3 separate regions of the Mus musculus genome follow, and all the other regions are linked to region 3. A link is a contact called in public Hi-C and HiChIP or PLAC-seq data. All regions are on one chromosome and are shown on one strand. Each heading gives the region's core, a stretch centred on a gene start, on an enhancer-like site or on the middle of the called end of the contact. The rest is flanking DNA. Distances are from core to core; before and after follow the strand shown.

Region 1 (4,515 bases), core at 52-2,551, 150 kb after region 3:
ATGAATCTTATTAATAAACAAAATCTTGCATGGGGGGAGGCTCTATTAAACCATAAAATGTTTCCAATAAATGTCTTCAAATTTCATTTGCAGAGGACTCATGTTTAATTGAACAAATTAAACAAATCTAATCTTTAAAAAAACCAAAAATTTAATCAGATTCTTATTTTCAAAATCAATTTCTTTTCAAAAGTGAACATGCTGTTGGTTGTGTTAGCTCATCGTTAGGGCAAATGACAGGAAAAGACAGGTTAAACTGGTATCTTAGTCAACCAGAAACAGCCCCTGCTCTCAATCAGTGGTCCTGTTCCTGCCTCAGAGGACCCTGATGTAGTGGTTCTTAATAGCAGTCTTTTACAGTCTTCTTATGTTTTAATGTGCCCTGCCACATTTTGAGACCACTATTGTCTCCAAACATGCTTCCAGAAAGATTTTTCAGGACCATAAATCCTTCTCATTAGCTTTTTGGTTAACAGCACTCACCCAGAGAATCCATAATAAATATCAAATGCCTTCCACAGTATTACTTACACTCTGGTTCTAACATGGTTTCTGTCTCCCTACATCTGCAGAAGTAGGGACCCTTCATGGCATTTTAAAACTCTGTGACTCTCAAGCTTTCTGACAGCACACAAAGGTTGCACATGCATGAGTGAACAATCATATGCCTTCCACTCCTTTGCTGATATTCTCTTGTTAACATGATATTTACAAGGATGTATGTGCACTTGTGGATGGGACCCTGAAAACTCTGGTGAATGTATATATGCACTCATCATCAACCCTGCGCACAATAATTCCTCAAAAAGCTGCTTGTTGATGGAAAGTGGGTGCCCCCTACATATTCATTCCCTCTACACTTCCTAGAAATCAAACCAATCTATTAAGGCCAAACACTACCAACAGCGGGAGAAAGATGCATCTGGAAGTGGCAAGAGCTGCAGAGAGGGGCTGAAACCTGTCCTTGCACTGTAATAAGAGAAAGCAAGGCTTAGAGGAGACAAGGCACGGGTTGGGGGAAGGGAGCGGTCTGTTTAAAAACTGCAAAGCGGGACACAACATCCTTGCTGCTCCCTTTGTGTGAGGACATCCATATACTAGTTCTGCCCAACAACTCCACTTTAATTTCATCTCCATTTAAAACCCATTGAAAGTAGCCGTCTGCTCGCTCGGAGCCACCACGGTGCTAATGAGGTAGCACCATTAGTGCTAAAGCTCAGTCTAAAGTAATTACCTCCAGAGGCATTCCAGCTTCTCTGCTGCGATGCGGAAGTGGCGAGATGCTGGGAGTGCTTCAGAAGGCTTTAAAGCAGATGGCTCTGCAAACCGCGTGCTTAGAAACGCCATCTCTACCAACAATTATTTCTGTTAGAGCCAGTTTCCTAGTTCCCAGAATTGTATTGATACTAATGGTGACTCTGGGGGGATTTTCAACAAACATCAGTACCCCGCTGTGCTTAAAACCCCTCCCAAATCTGTGCCTCCGGTTTTGTCCTCTCCTGGCTTTGTTGTTGTTAATGGCCTCGTTCTTGCAGTTTGTAAACTGTTACACCCTACCCAACCCCTAGAAAAAGAATAAAGTAAGGGGGAGCAAACCTAACTGATAGATTTATGGCATATAGAATCAGCATTAGAAGAAAAAAGTGGACTTTGATATTTGTAGAAAGTCGGGAACTGAGAGGGTAGATGATGCAGGTTACCCTGCTCCTTTTCTCCAGAGGTCAACCATTAGAGTGAGGCTTCTGCAGTAGAGATGCTGTGAAAACCAGAGCAAGCACGCCTGCTAAATGCTCCAGCATATGCATCAGGTAAGCTTGGGTTGACTTGGGGTTGGGATGTCAGCCACGTATATCAAATGGACTTGGGGTGCCTTGGGATGTTAGCCATGTGTGCACCTTACCCCAAGCCTAAAGTCCCCTCTGTAAGCAGCTCTGTAAACTCCTTCCTTGCTCTGGCCTTGCCTGGACCAACTTCAGTTTCAGAGCGTTGGCATTTCTCCTAGGCTCCGCCCCACAGTTACCTGGCAATAGCCAGGTATACTTGACTTACTATAAAAGGGGCTGCTTGCCACCTCCTCACTCTCTTGCTCTCTTCCCTTCTCTTCCTCTTGCCCCTTACCCTCTTCTTCCTGTCTCTCCATTTCCCTCCCCCATCTCTCTCCACATGCTCGTGGCAGGCCTCTCCTCCTCTTCCTCCTCCTCCTCCTCCTCCTCCTCTCTCTCTCTCTCTCTCTCTCTCTCTCTCTCTCTCTTCTGTCTCCCTCAACTCCCCTCCCCATGCTCTAAATAAACTCTATTCTATACTATACCATCCTGTGGCTGGTACCTCAGGGGGAAGGGATGCCTCAGAATGGGCCTGCAGAGGCACCCACCACACACACCATACCTAGCCTCCACCTAACATATCCCCACCTTCTTTCTATCTTTTTATAAAATACAACAGTGATACTCTGAAGTATCCTGCCTCCTTCTAGAACAGGGTTTGCTTAGCCACACTGGTGTAATTTGTTAGCAATTCCTTTCCTTGTTGTCCCCATACAAGTCTGGTATGGTTGCTCTGTAACCTGGTCTTGCTCTTCAGATGACCTTGAAATATACCTTCTCCCTAATAATAATAATAATAATAATAATAATAATAATATAATAATCTTTCCTGCTGCAAGCCCCATGTCTCTGAGAAGCAGGAGTTTGATCCTTCTTTTTCCTCTGCAGACCTGGAAACTTCCTGAGTGTTGGGATAATGTGGTATTTGCGGTTCTTTATCCATTTCTATAGCCACTCGGGTACATGCTGATTACTTACATTCCAAAGACACCCAAGCAGCCTCAAATGACAGGTACTGAGGAAAAACACTGATGTATTCACTCAGCAACATCCTTCTGAGCGGCTGCCACAAGACAGGCAGTAAGCTCAGCACAGTGGGGATACCAGGCCCCCAGTGGTTTTCGGTCCAGCCTCAGAGATGTTTTCAAAGAGTAATGAAAGTTCGATGGAGAGAAGGAGTGTGTTGGGCCTACCTGATAAACAGTCTCCTCACTTGGAGGCCAGAGCCATGCCACATTCCAAATGGCAGACTCTCTGTAAATTTTTATTTACCTGGTGATTTTTTTAAAGGAAAGATTTTCCTTGAAAATGCAGATCCACAAGAATCCTGCATAAATCTAGCGTATGCTTTTTTTCTCTGCTTGTTTTAGAGACAGATGTAAAAGGAGAAACTGAAAAGGGAAAGAAAAGATGCATTTAAGATGTTTAGAATGTTTGCAAGTAAAATCAGTATCTTAAGGGCAAGGTCAAAGCACAATGTTATTTTAACATTCTTATGACTCAAGTGAGCTGTGTCATCCTGTTAATGGGGAATAAAATATAGTGCTGTTTCTGCCAAGAGTTCATTCTTCCAAACGAGGCCTAGAACAAAGAGGAAAACCAGCAGAAAGGCAGCTGAACAGGTACAGAACTGCAGAGGATGGGAAGACAGCACTGTTGCTTGCTTTTTGCATAACAAAAGTATCAAATTTTATTAAATCTATTAAAAATGCAGGTGTGAAGTTTTATATCCAGAGACAAGGTCAGGGTTCTGAGAAACCCCGTCATAGAGTGGACTGAAGATGAACGACCGTAAAGCAAAACTGCCTGGACAAGGGTCCCTGGTCTTCTCCAGCCCAATCAAGATGAGGTCTGAGCGTTTATCTTTTAGCTCCTTTTCAGTTCTGTGAGACGGGAGAAAGAACAGTATTAGTGATGCCATGGAATTGTGTTAATAAGATAATCTGTGTAAAACATTTAGAATAATATTTGGCACATTATGAAAAAAAAGAACAGCAAGGTGAGCTAACAAGCAGAGGTGCTTGCTGCTGAGCGTGCTGAACTGAGTTTGTCACATCCGTGTGTGTGTGTGTGTGTGTGTGTGTGTGTCACACACAGAGACAGACAGCAGACACACACACAAAGCACACATAGGTACATACACACAAACACAGATGCACACACAGACTCACACACACAGACAGCACACACACACACATATACTCACACCGAACACACATACCCAAAGCACACACAGAGACACATACAAACACAGACACATACAGAGACAAATAGACACATATGCAGACAAATAGTCAGACAGACACACAGTCAGACACAGCACACACAGAGTCACAGACACACAAAGACAGACACATACACAGATATAAACATAGATACATAGACACAAACACAGACACACACAGACACACACACACACACACACAGGCAGTGTGCTCACATACACACACACATACACAACAAATATTTTTTAAAAACTATAAGAAAAAAATCAAGGAGAAAATATGTGTATAGCAAAAAGACTTAAATACAAATGGAATTGTGTTTCCATGCATAGTGCCCATCTTTTAAATTAGAAATATATTAGATGCAAATTGTGAGATTTGCACAGATGTCCAAAAGAAAGGCAACATAGGAAAGAGATCAAACCACTCATACTCTGGACTGAGGCTGTTTGTCCATCTTCTTTTTC
Region 2 (4,290 bases), core at 138-2,637, 130 kb after region 3:
AATAGAAAAAAACTGCATTGAGGAGAAGGGGAAGTAAAAAAGCAAATGCATAAGGAAGAGTCAGGACCACTGCACCCACACTAGCTTCTCTTTAACCTGTGTGTGCTGTACTTAGAAGTGAAGATGGCACTGCCACTCGGTGGCACACTGGAAGTCAACTCTACCAACAAACTCTTTCAATATTAGAAACCACTAAATTTGAAAACTTGGATTAAGCAGGGGGGAAAACTGGGATGGTTTTGTGTCAGTTTGATTGGAAAAGGTATGCCCACATACCTGGATAAGCATTATTTTCTAGGGGCTTTCTGTGGGGCATTCTGATAGACATGAGCTGTGACGTTGATCTTCATTGTTCACATGACTAGATATGGGATCACTTAGAAGACCCAACTTTGGGTATACATGAGGATTTTTCTCTGAGAAGATTAACTGATAAAGAAGACCCATCCTAAACGTGGATGATACCACCACACAGGCTGGGGGCCATATTGAATAAAAGAGAAGAAATAAGAAAGCCAGATGGATGTAAGTATCTTTTCTGCTTCCTGAAAGAACATAGTATGGTTTGGATGTGAAATGTCCCCTATAGATTCATATGTTTCATCATTTGGTCCCTAGCTGGTGGCACTACTTTGGAAGGTTCTGGAACCTTTAAGGGGCGGAGCCTTACTGGAAGAAGTGGGTCACTAAGGGCTGTCCTTGAGGTTTTATAGTCAAGCTTCACTTCCTGTTATCCCCTAGCTTCCTGACTGTGGTTGCAACGTGAGGAGCCACCCACACTCCTGCTGCCTTCACTTCCTCATTGTGATGGACTGTACCCTCAAACCATGAACCAAAATAACCCCTTCCTCCTGAAGTTGCTCTTGTCAGATACCTGGTCACAACAGTAAAAACAGTCACTAGTGTGTTACATCTGAGTCAGTAAGCTAAGTGGAACATGAGCTACCTGACCAGTGCGAGTGGGCACCATCAACCCACAGAGAGCCTGGACAGAACAAAAGAGCAGAGGGAGGAAAAGGCACTCTCCTTCTCAGAGTCAGGACACGAGTCACATCTTCTACTGCCTCTGCACATCCTTACTTCTGGTTTACTGAGGGCTTTGAACTCTAGAGCTTACAGCAGCCCCGTGTTACAGCCCTGAATTACAGCCCTGGAGTTCCTGTTCTCTAACTTACAGGCAGCATATTGGAGGACTTCTCAGCCTCCTGAATTAAGGGAGGAAATTCCCACAATAAATCTCTTCTCTCTCCTTCCCTCCTCTTTATCTTTTCCTCACTCTTTTCTCTCTCCTCATACATGATGCTGCACACACATATATTTATACACATGCATTTATATATGCACACACACACACACACTTCCTGCTGGTTCTTTTGGCTCTGAAGGGTTCTGCTGAACGCAGAAGACAATTGGAATCACTCCAGAAGCTCATTGCATGCTTGGATCTATCTGAGCTGTAATCAGCAACTCAAGTATTTTGTTTTAACCATTGACGATGAATTACTTTCAAACTAATCATCTTGCTTATTTCTGCTAAAATTTTAGAAATGAGGTGATCAGCTTAAATTTTCTGCCCGGCTAGCATTTGTTCTCTCTCTCTCTCTCTCTCTCTCTCTCTCTCTCTCTCTCTCTCTCTCTCTCTCAAAAAAGCAATTATCTGGTATAAATCTTGCTCATGGGAGGAAAGTCATTAAAATATCTTGTCCACAGAACAGACTATACAGCAAAAACAAGCCATAAGTTAAGCTTAAGGATTTTAGTCATGCGTTTCCACTGAGTAGCCAAAGAAAAGCAGAGAGACTTGTAACAAAGACTCATGAAAGAGAAAGGAAAAATGAGGGTACAGAGCAGTCAGCATTCATCAACTGGCACTTAGTCAAAGTGTCTGGCCCTTTAAATTTGAGTCATTTTTTAATCAAGAAATTAAAATTTCTTTAAATTCCAGAATGCATTAAGTTTAAATAGGGAACTAGAGCTCTGTAGCTTTGCCTCTGAGAACACTTCGGTGAAGAAATAAGAGGAGCCTAAAATACTTCCTTGTCTTAAGAACGTGTCCCTGATGAGGGTCCTGAGCACAAAACACAAAGAGAACATGGGCAGCAGCTGCTGAACACACGAGAGCAATGCTGATACTAATCAAAGGCTCTCCCTGACTCGTCGACATTCCGAAGATCTGATGCAGTAAACAGTCTTACATTTAGAAGTCGTAATGGTATTAAAAAACTCTTTGATTTTATAAAGATGTGGTAAATCAATGTTTCTTAGGATGCCTCTTTGTTGGGAAAAGCATTTTGTGTTTTGTCAAGAATCCAGACTCAATATAGGATTGCTGTCAGACCAGCATATCAGGCTGGGGAGATGACTCAGGTAAAATGCTTGCTTTGCAAGTACAAAGACCTAAGACTTATCCCCAGAGCCTCATTGAGAGAGAGAGAGAGAGAGAGAGAGAGAGAGAGAGAGAGAGAGGGGGAGAGAGAGAGAGAGAGAGAGAGAGAGAGCGCCAGTCTGGAGCCTAGAAAGATGGCTCATCAGTTAGCAGCACTGGCTGCTTTCCCAAAGGACCTGATTTTTATTCCCAGAACCCACAAGGCAGCACACAACTGTCTGTAACTCTAGTTCCACAGAACCTAATGACCTCTTTTGCCCTCTGCAGGCATGTGGTGCACAGACACGCATGCTGGCAAAACATCCATGCAAGTAAAATAAATTTTAAAAAAATATTTTTTTAAAAGCCAGGCATGGTGGTGCTTGTTTTTAATTGAGGCAATGGGAGGGCAGAGATAGATACAACATCTGAGACCACTAGACAGATGGCTTCTAAGTAATAATACCTGCGATCCTCCTCTGTCCTCACATGTATCTGAACATACATGAACACATATGTACATGTGTGTACGCACATACCCCAGTATGCATTGTCTCACCCATCCCCCACAGCTTATGCTCTAGTCACCAGCTGTGAACATCAGACACACCTATCTAGGCTGCACACACTTCAGCTCCTACCACTTTAGACTTAGCATAGATACTTCAAAGAGCCTCCAGATTTTCCCTAGCCTGGGCTACAACAGATCGATGAGAGTGTTACCTTATAAATAAACTCAACATGGAGGTACCATCAGTTCTTCTCTTCATAAACAATATCCAGTATTGAAGAAGATTCTGCCCCCAAGGCTTGGACTCAGCAGGGACACACACACACACACACACACACACACACACACACACACACACAGAGAGAGAGAGAGTGGGGGCTCTGGATGCACAGAGAGAGAGAGAGAGAGAGACTATGAAGGCATATATGCATGCACACACACACAGAGTAAGACTATGAATGCACACACACATAAGCACACAGCATGGTTGTATGGCTTACATGCCATCAAATGTCAGTAGAATTCAGGAAATGGGGGGTAATGAAGGCTACACCAGTCACCACAGGACACCTACCAGTAAGAAGGAGGGACTGGGAAAGATTGGAAGGAGGAGAGGTCCCAACCTGGCAGGGGCCACTGAATTAAAACTATTATAAAAAATAATAATTTTGAAGACAAAAAAACTACAGCTGATGCTGTGTACCAGAGAAAAGAATTGGGAAACACGTTTGGAGCACTGGCCATTTATAGCAAGCCATTGAGAGCCTTAAATCCCAAGTGGTATAATAAAACTTGTTTCCACGGTTTTCTCTGATTTCAGACAGAAGAGAGGCCTCGAAAAAATAGTCAGTGAGCTATGAATCCTGATGTGGTGAAAATAATTATGGTTGTCTGGTGCCGGAAGAGACACTGGCAACCCGAAGAAAGGAAACAGAGGAAAATGATCCCAAAAGGCAAGACAAAAACCAGTGTTCTGAACTAACAGACAAGGAAAGCACTTGTCAGAAACAACCCTGCCCCTCACTTAGGGGAGACATGGACAGAACAGAGTTCATGGGAAGGAAATCCAACTTGCTTATTGACCAGCTGAGTTTGGGGTAGTATAGAAGGAAGCTTCTCCAGACTGTAGGTGGATGGGTGACCCCAGCATGATGCCCAATGCTCCGACTTCCTGTTAAGTTAGAGAAGTATCTTTCCTGACCATTTTGGGTGTTTGGGTCACATTCTAGTTAGGTATCTCCTCTGGAGTTTAAGCTCTGGCAGACATGGAACAAGCCACCTCCTTTCTTCAAACAAGAGGATTCAGTCTCACTTTTGATCCTCTGGGGGTTTGTATGAGTCTCACTCTGGTGTCCTTGTGCCAGCTAGCATGACCTCTACCCATGCACCCATGTGGCACACAGACACCATCATA
Region 3 (4,332 bases), core at 525-3,024:
GCCAGCTGTCCCCAGAGATCAGTGCCATAAACTATGGTTCCTATGGCAAAGATTTGAAAACGAGTTAATACGGAGCTAATACCCTGTGAGCTGCTGTGTTCTGAACGCACACCAGCTCAAACGCGGAGCAAAGTTACACTGGATGGAGCTCATCGGTTTGGTTCCAACCCGTCCTTTCCCTCAGGATTCAAGCAGATACACCACCCTACAAATGCGTACTCTCAGTCCGGTTCCACTACTTCACACCAGAAATGCTGAGTCATGGTTCCGGGGCTGGGGAAGGGGCTCTCTGCGCCCTTGCACGTTCTCAGTGTGGGTCCCGGAGGCTGGGTGCAGCACCCGGGATGCAGAGGCTGGGGCTGGAAATGCCCGGGTTAGGGAGGCTATTAGCATCCCAGTACGCAAAGCCCGGTGCTCAGAGTAGGGTGCCTGACACCTCTCCCTAGCTCCTACCTGGAACACCCACAGCATAGCAGCTTCAGGAGCATCGTAGGCCACCTGGTCCGGTCCCTTTATTCCTCATCTGCCCAGCAGTACAACCTCCCTGGAGAAGCTGACAACTTGGAGCATCGCCACCCTCTGGAACCCGCTAATCGCGGGTAGGAAAAGCTCCAGCGAGAAGTCTGCCATCCTTGAAGCCCCGGGGGACATAGCAGGCAGAACTCGGTCCCAACTCCGCAGCCAGGAAGCGCGGGAGAACCTAGGTTTAGCTGGGAAGATATAGGGCAGAGCAGAGATCTCCCCGAGTAGCGCGGAGAGTACCCAAAACAGAGCCAGAAGAAAACGATGTAGTGCTTCAGAACCTGAGCAAAGCCTTGAGAACCTTAAGCTGTCCCGGGTAATGACCAGAGGTAGAGCCAGGTGGATTCAGGACTAAGCCTGGAGCAATAGGATCAGAGTCCGACCCGAGAGAACCCAGCCAGAGCAACGAGATCTCGGGGCAGAGCGGAGAGAACCTCGTTCAGAGAAAATCTGGGGCTGCGCTGACAGAATACTAGAGTTGTGAGGGCCTGGGACAGACCCTGGAGAACACTTAAGATAGAATCAGGAGCGCCAAGCATAGAGCCCAGAGGACCTGGGGCAGAGATTGGAGAACGGAACAGGGCAGAGATGCAAAGCGTAGAACCTAGAGGACCAGACTGAACAGCCAGAACACAAGATAAATCCAGGAGGATCTGGCTGATGACTAAAAGACCAGGGGTAGAACTGAGAGAAAGGGGAGAACAACCTAGAGGAGGTACCGAGGGACCTGTCAGAAGTGTCCCCGCCGTACCATCCCTTCTCCAAGGAGAGGCGTCTAGACCCCAGGACGCACAGGCTCACCTGAAGGACAGCACGCACAGTGGCCGATAGGACTTGTGGCTGGTGCTGTCCGCCAGGCCCTTGCCCCAGAAGTCGTTAGCGAAGATGGCCCAGCGCAGCGGTGTCCCGGGCCGCACGTCGGGGTTGTTCACGATCGCCCACACATCGTCGTGTACAAACTCGCCCCGCAGCGAGCGGCCGTAGCAAAGGCAGCTGGCCCCAGCTAGCAGCGCCGCGGCCCCCGCTGGAACCAGCCCGCAGCGCGGGCGCCGCGAGGGCGCGCGCTCCCCGCCGCCGCGGTCCCCGCGGGTCACCAGCATCGCACCGCCCGCACGGCCGCTCCCGCGCAGCGCGCATCCTCCCCGGCCGGGACCCGGGCGCGCAGCGGCCTGCTTGGCTCAGGCATCGCACGCCCACTGTCCCCGCCCGGGCGCCCGGTGCTCTGCCGCCGCGGTGGCCCAGCTGCAAATAAACAGCGATCCCCCCGCCTCCCCGGGCCATCGCCGCCGCCTCCGCCCACTCTGCGCATGCCCGCTTGCGCGCCTCCGCCTCCTGGATCCTGGGACCTGAGGTCCCCAACACCTGGCCTCTACCAGCTGGCGCTGAGTCCGGGACAGCCAGAGCGCGCAGGTTTAGCGGGTCGCCGCAGGGCTTGAGGGGACACGCGGGAAGGCCACCCAGGGTCCCACCGGGTACGCCCAACTGCTTTCCCAGACCAGTCCCCAGCCGGTCTCAGCTGCGGAGGGGCAGGTCCCCGCCGCCTCCCGGCCGCAAATCGGCAGGCTTGTCAGGTACTCAGTCTGGACCCGGACACCCTCTCTCCCTGGAGGCGTGAGCGATTCGAAACCAGCTGGACAGATGGGGGACAAGCTCCAGCACCCGCAGGGCTTAAAGTCTTCCAAGGTGCTATGCCCCAGTCCTGGGAACGCAACGCGCGCAGCAGTCCTTTCCCCAAAGCCCAGGGGTGCATCCCCGGCTGTGAACTGCCTCCTTGCTGTTTCTGCTGCTGCTTATAATAAGCCCGGTTTTGATTTTTATTTCCGTATGGGAAGCTCTTCCTTTTGTTTTTCCCTTAAACTCTTAAGCAATGAAGGAGGCGCTGAACACATTACTTCTGGCTTTCTTTTGGTTTTGGTTTTGAGACCCTGCCTTAGGCTGACATTCAGGCAGTCCTGGGCATTGGCTACAGAAGCCAGGCTGATCTCGAATCCTAGAGTACCCCCTACCTCAGCTGCCCAGGCCCAGCTACTTTACCTGCTATTTTACTGGTTGGATCTCTTGGGAATAATTATTGTCTCCTGGGAGACTGCCTTGACCCTTAAATACAAATTAAAACTATGGACTGCCTTGGCATTGCCTCTGGCTCAGAAACTTCCTGTCTTTCTCGAAACTGTTCTACTTTTGAATGCCAATCACAACAAATAAATGAGGTATTCCAGAAAAACACTGACTTCCCCTAATACTGAAAAGCCCCGTTGGTTCTTTCAGGCCACTTGTGAATGGACATGGCTTTATTACTGAAATTAACTGAGACTTCATACATCCAGACCCCAAACCTCAAAATAAAGTCGTCATTAAAACAAACAAAAGCCAAACAACATCAAACTTTTGACAAGAAAGAAAAGAAACTTGAAATGGAAAGGAGAATTTGTTCTTTGAGCCTCCCGATGGCTCCTTAAATTTAAACACCAGAGCACTTAATGCAGCAGTTCCCAAATTAACAGGGACATAGTCCAAGACAGGATCCATTCTTGCCTCTTTTGATGTTTTGTTTATTGTTGGTTTTTCTTGGTGAATCAAAATTGGTGAGAGAGGAGCAAAGCTGAAATCTTGTGTCCCAATGACAGCTTTCTTAGAACATCTGACCCTCAGTGACTGCTGAACCGAGACACACAGACACAGACACACACACACACACACACACCACACACACTTGTGTCCTTTGCTCCCTCCAGAGTAATAAAAAAAATGGATGTAGGTTTTACCTGGTGCACATTGTGCTAATGAAGGGTAGAGACACAAAGCTACTCAAGTACTGTGTGTGTGTGTGTGTGTGTGTGTGTGTGTGTGTGTGTGTGTGTGTGGTGAACAAGAGCTAACTAGGGACAATACCCTAAACCCAGGAGAGTGACTTCAAGAAGCACACTTCTTCACAGCATTCTTTCACAAGAGGCACACCTCCCCTCATCACAGCAGTTTGGGATTTTAGGTGAAGCAGAGTCAGAGTTGTCAGTGACAATGATCCTAATGAAGGGAACCCGAGATGAGACTCTAGAGAGAGGGAGAGGCATTCAGGAAGCTTAGCATGTATGTTCAGTATGTGGCATCTCAGTGCAGGCTGTCTCCAGCGATCAGTGACATTTTCACTATGTCTGCTTCAAATGATGGATTTGGAGTTCATTCAGAATCTAGATGGTCTCTCACTTACAAGGTTCAGCCCAGAGCTTTCCAGTTTGGCAGTGGTGTAAGAGCCATCCACTGCACAGAAACTGCACTTTGGGAAAGCACACAGTCAATGATGTGGTGATGCTGTGGTGTTCAGGTTGCTAACCTTGAAGCTCCACTGTCTGGAAGTATTAAATGTGTTTCAATTTATCACATCTTCAGAGCCCGACACATCTATGTTCAGAGCATGAACTGTGAACCAGGAGCACCCATAGGAAGATTCTCCGGGGACATCATTTCCTGACCTAATCCTGCTCTGTGCCGTAGAGTGCCACCGTCAGACAGCAGGTGCCATCAAACTGCTTGCTCCTCTCTCAAGGCACAGAACAACCATCTCAGCTAATAAAGGGCCCAAAAGGAAATTAGATTTAATATCTCACTGCTTAGTCTCCAATTATGGTTAAGAGCTTGGTAATTGCAGGAGTACTGCCTTCTAAGATATCTGTGTCCACCCAGGGCATTCTAAAACAAACGATTCCACCAGTACATTTGAGGCTCAGACAGGATCATTCATAAACATCACGGGAATGGGATTACTCAACAGTATTAGCACAACACTGGAAATTAATCAGTGGCAAGTCAATA

The links. Hi-C and Micro-C count contacts between places; a contact is called where the count stands out from the background. HiChIP or PLAC-seq counts read pairs in DNA pulled down with a chosen protein or histone mark.
Region 1: an H3K4me3 HiChIP or PLAC-seq map of embryonic forebrain shows a contact between it and region 3, with 3 times the contacts expected there. The contact joins the enhancer-like site here to the promoter of Tmtc1 in region 3. A contact is called at or near these places in 8 of 39 promoter capture datasets (the C10 cell line, the HPC-7 cell line, embryonic stem cells and 4 more), 2 of 484 Hi-C or Micro-C datasets (embryonic stem cells and morula), 9 of 115 datasets of contacts at active chromatin or transcription factors (SST interneurons, double positive thymocytes, embryonic forebrain and 3 more) and 1 of 9 other capture datasets (pancreatic islet).
Region 2: a Hi-C map of the N1E-115 cell line shows a contact between it and region 3, with 4 times the contacts expected there. The contact joins the enhancer-like site here to the promoter of Tmtc1 in region 3. A contact is called at or near these places in 4 of 39 promoter capture datasets (cranial neural crest, embryonic stem cells, hematopoietic stem and progenitor cells and 1 more), 1 of 484 Hi-C or Micro-C datasets (the N1E-115 cell line), 9 of 115 datasets of contacts at active chromatin or transcription factors (embryonic forebrain, embryonic stem cells, forebrain and 4 more) and 2 of 9 other capture datasets (adipose tissue and liver).

The regions. Positions count from the first base shown.
Region 1 is chr6:148,597,795-148,602,309 of GRCm38.p6, forward strand. Gm36613 (a long non-coding RNA gene) reads right to left here. Exons shown (of 2, transcript XR_378194.3): 2 at 3,484-3,706. Among named protein-coding and RNA genes, the nearest start is that of Gm36613, 3.5 kb to the right of the region's middle. Within about 2 kb of position 1,302, at least 43 of the 459 cell types and tissues checked have an H3K27ac peak or open chromatin away from gene starts, as enhancers often do. A contact at or near this core is called in embryonic forebrain and hippocampal neurons, where this site is marked.
Region 2 is chr6:148,577,099-148,581,388 of GRCm38.p6, forward strand. No RefSeq gene overlaps it. Among named protein-coding and RNA genes, the nearest start is that of Gm36613, 24 kb to the right of the region's middle. Within about 2 kb of position 1,388, at least 23 of the 459 cell types and tissues checked have an H3K27ac peak or open chromatin away from gene starts, as enhancers often do. A contact at or near this core is called in the N1E-115 cell line, where this site is marked.
Region 3 is chr6:148,442,578-148,446,909 of GRCm38.p6, forward strand. It overlaps Tmtc1 (transmembrane and tetratricopeptide repeat containing 1), which reads right to left and starts at 1,775. Exons shown (of 20, transcript NM_198967.5): 1 at 1,324-1,775. The coding sequence starts at 1,622.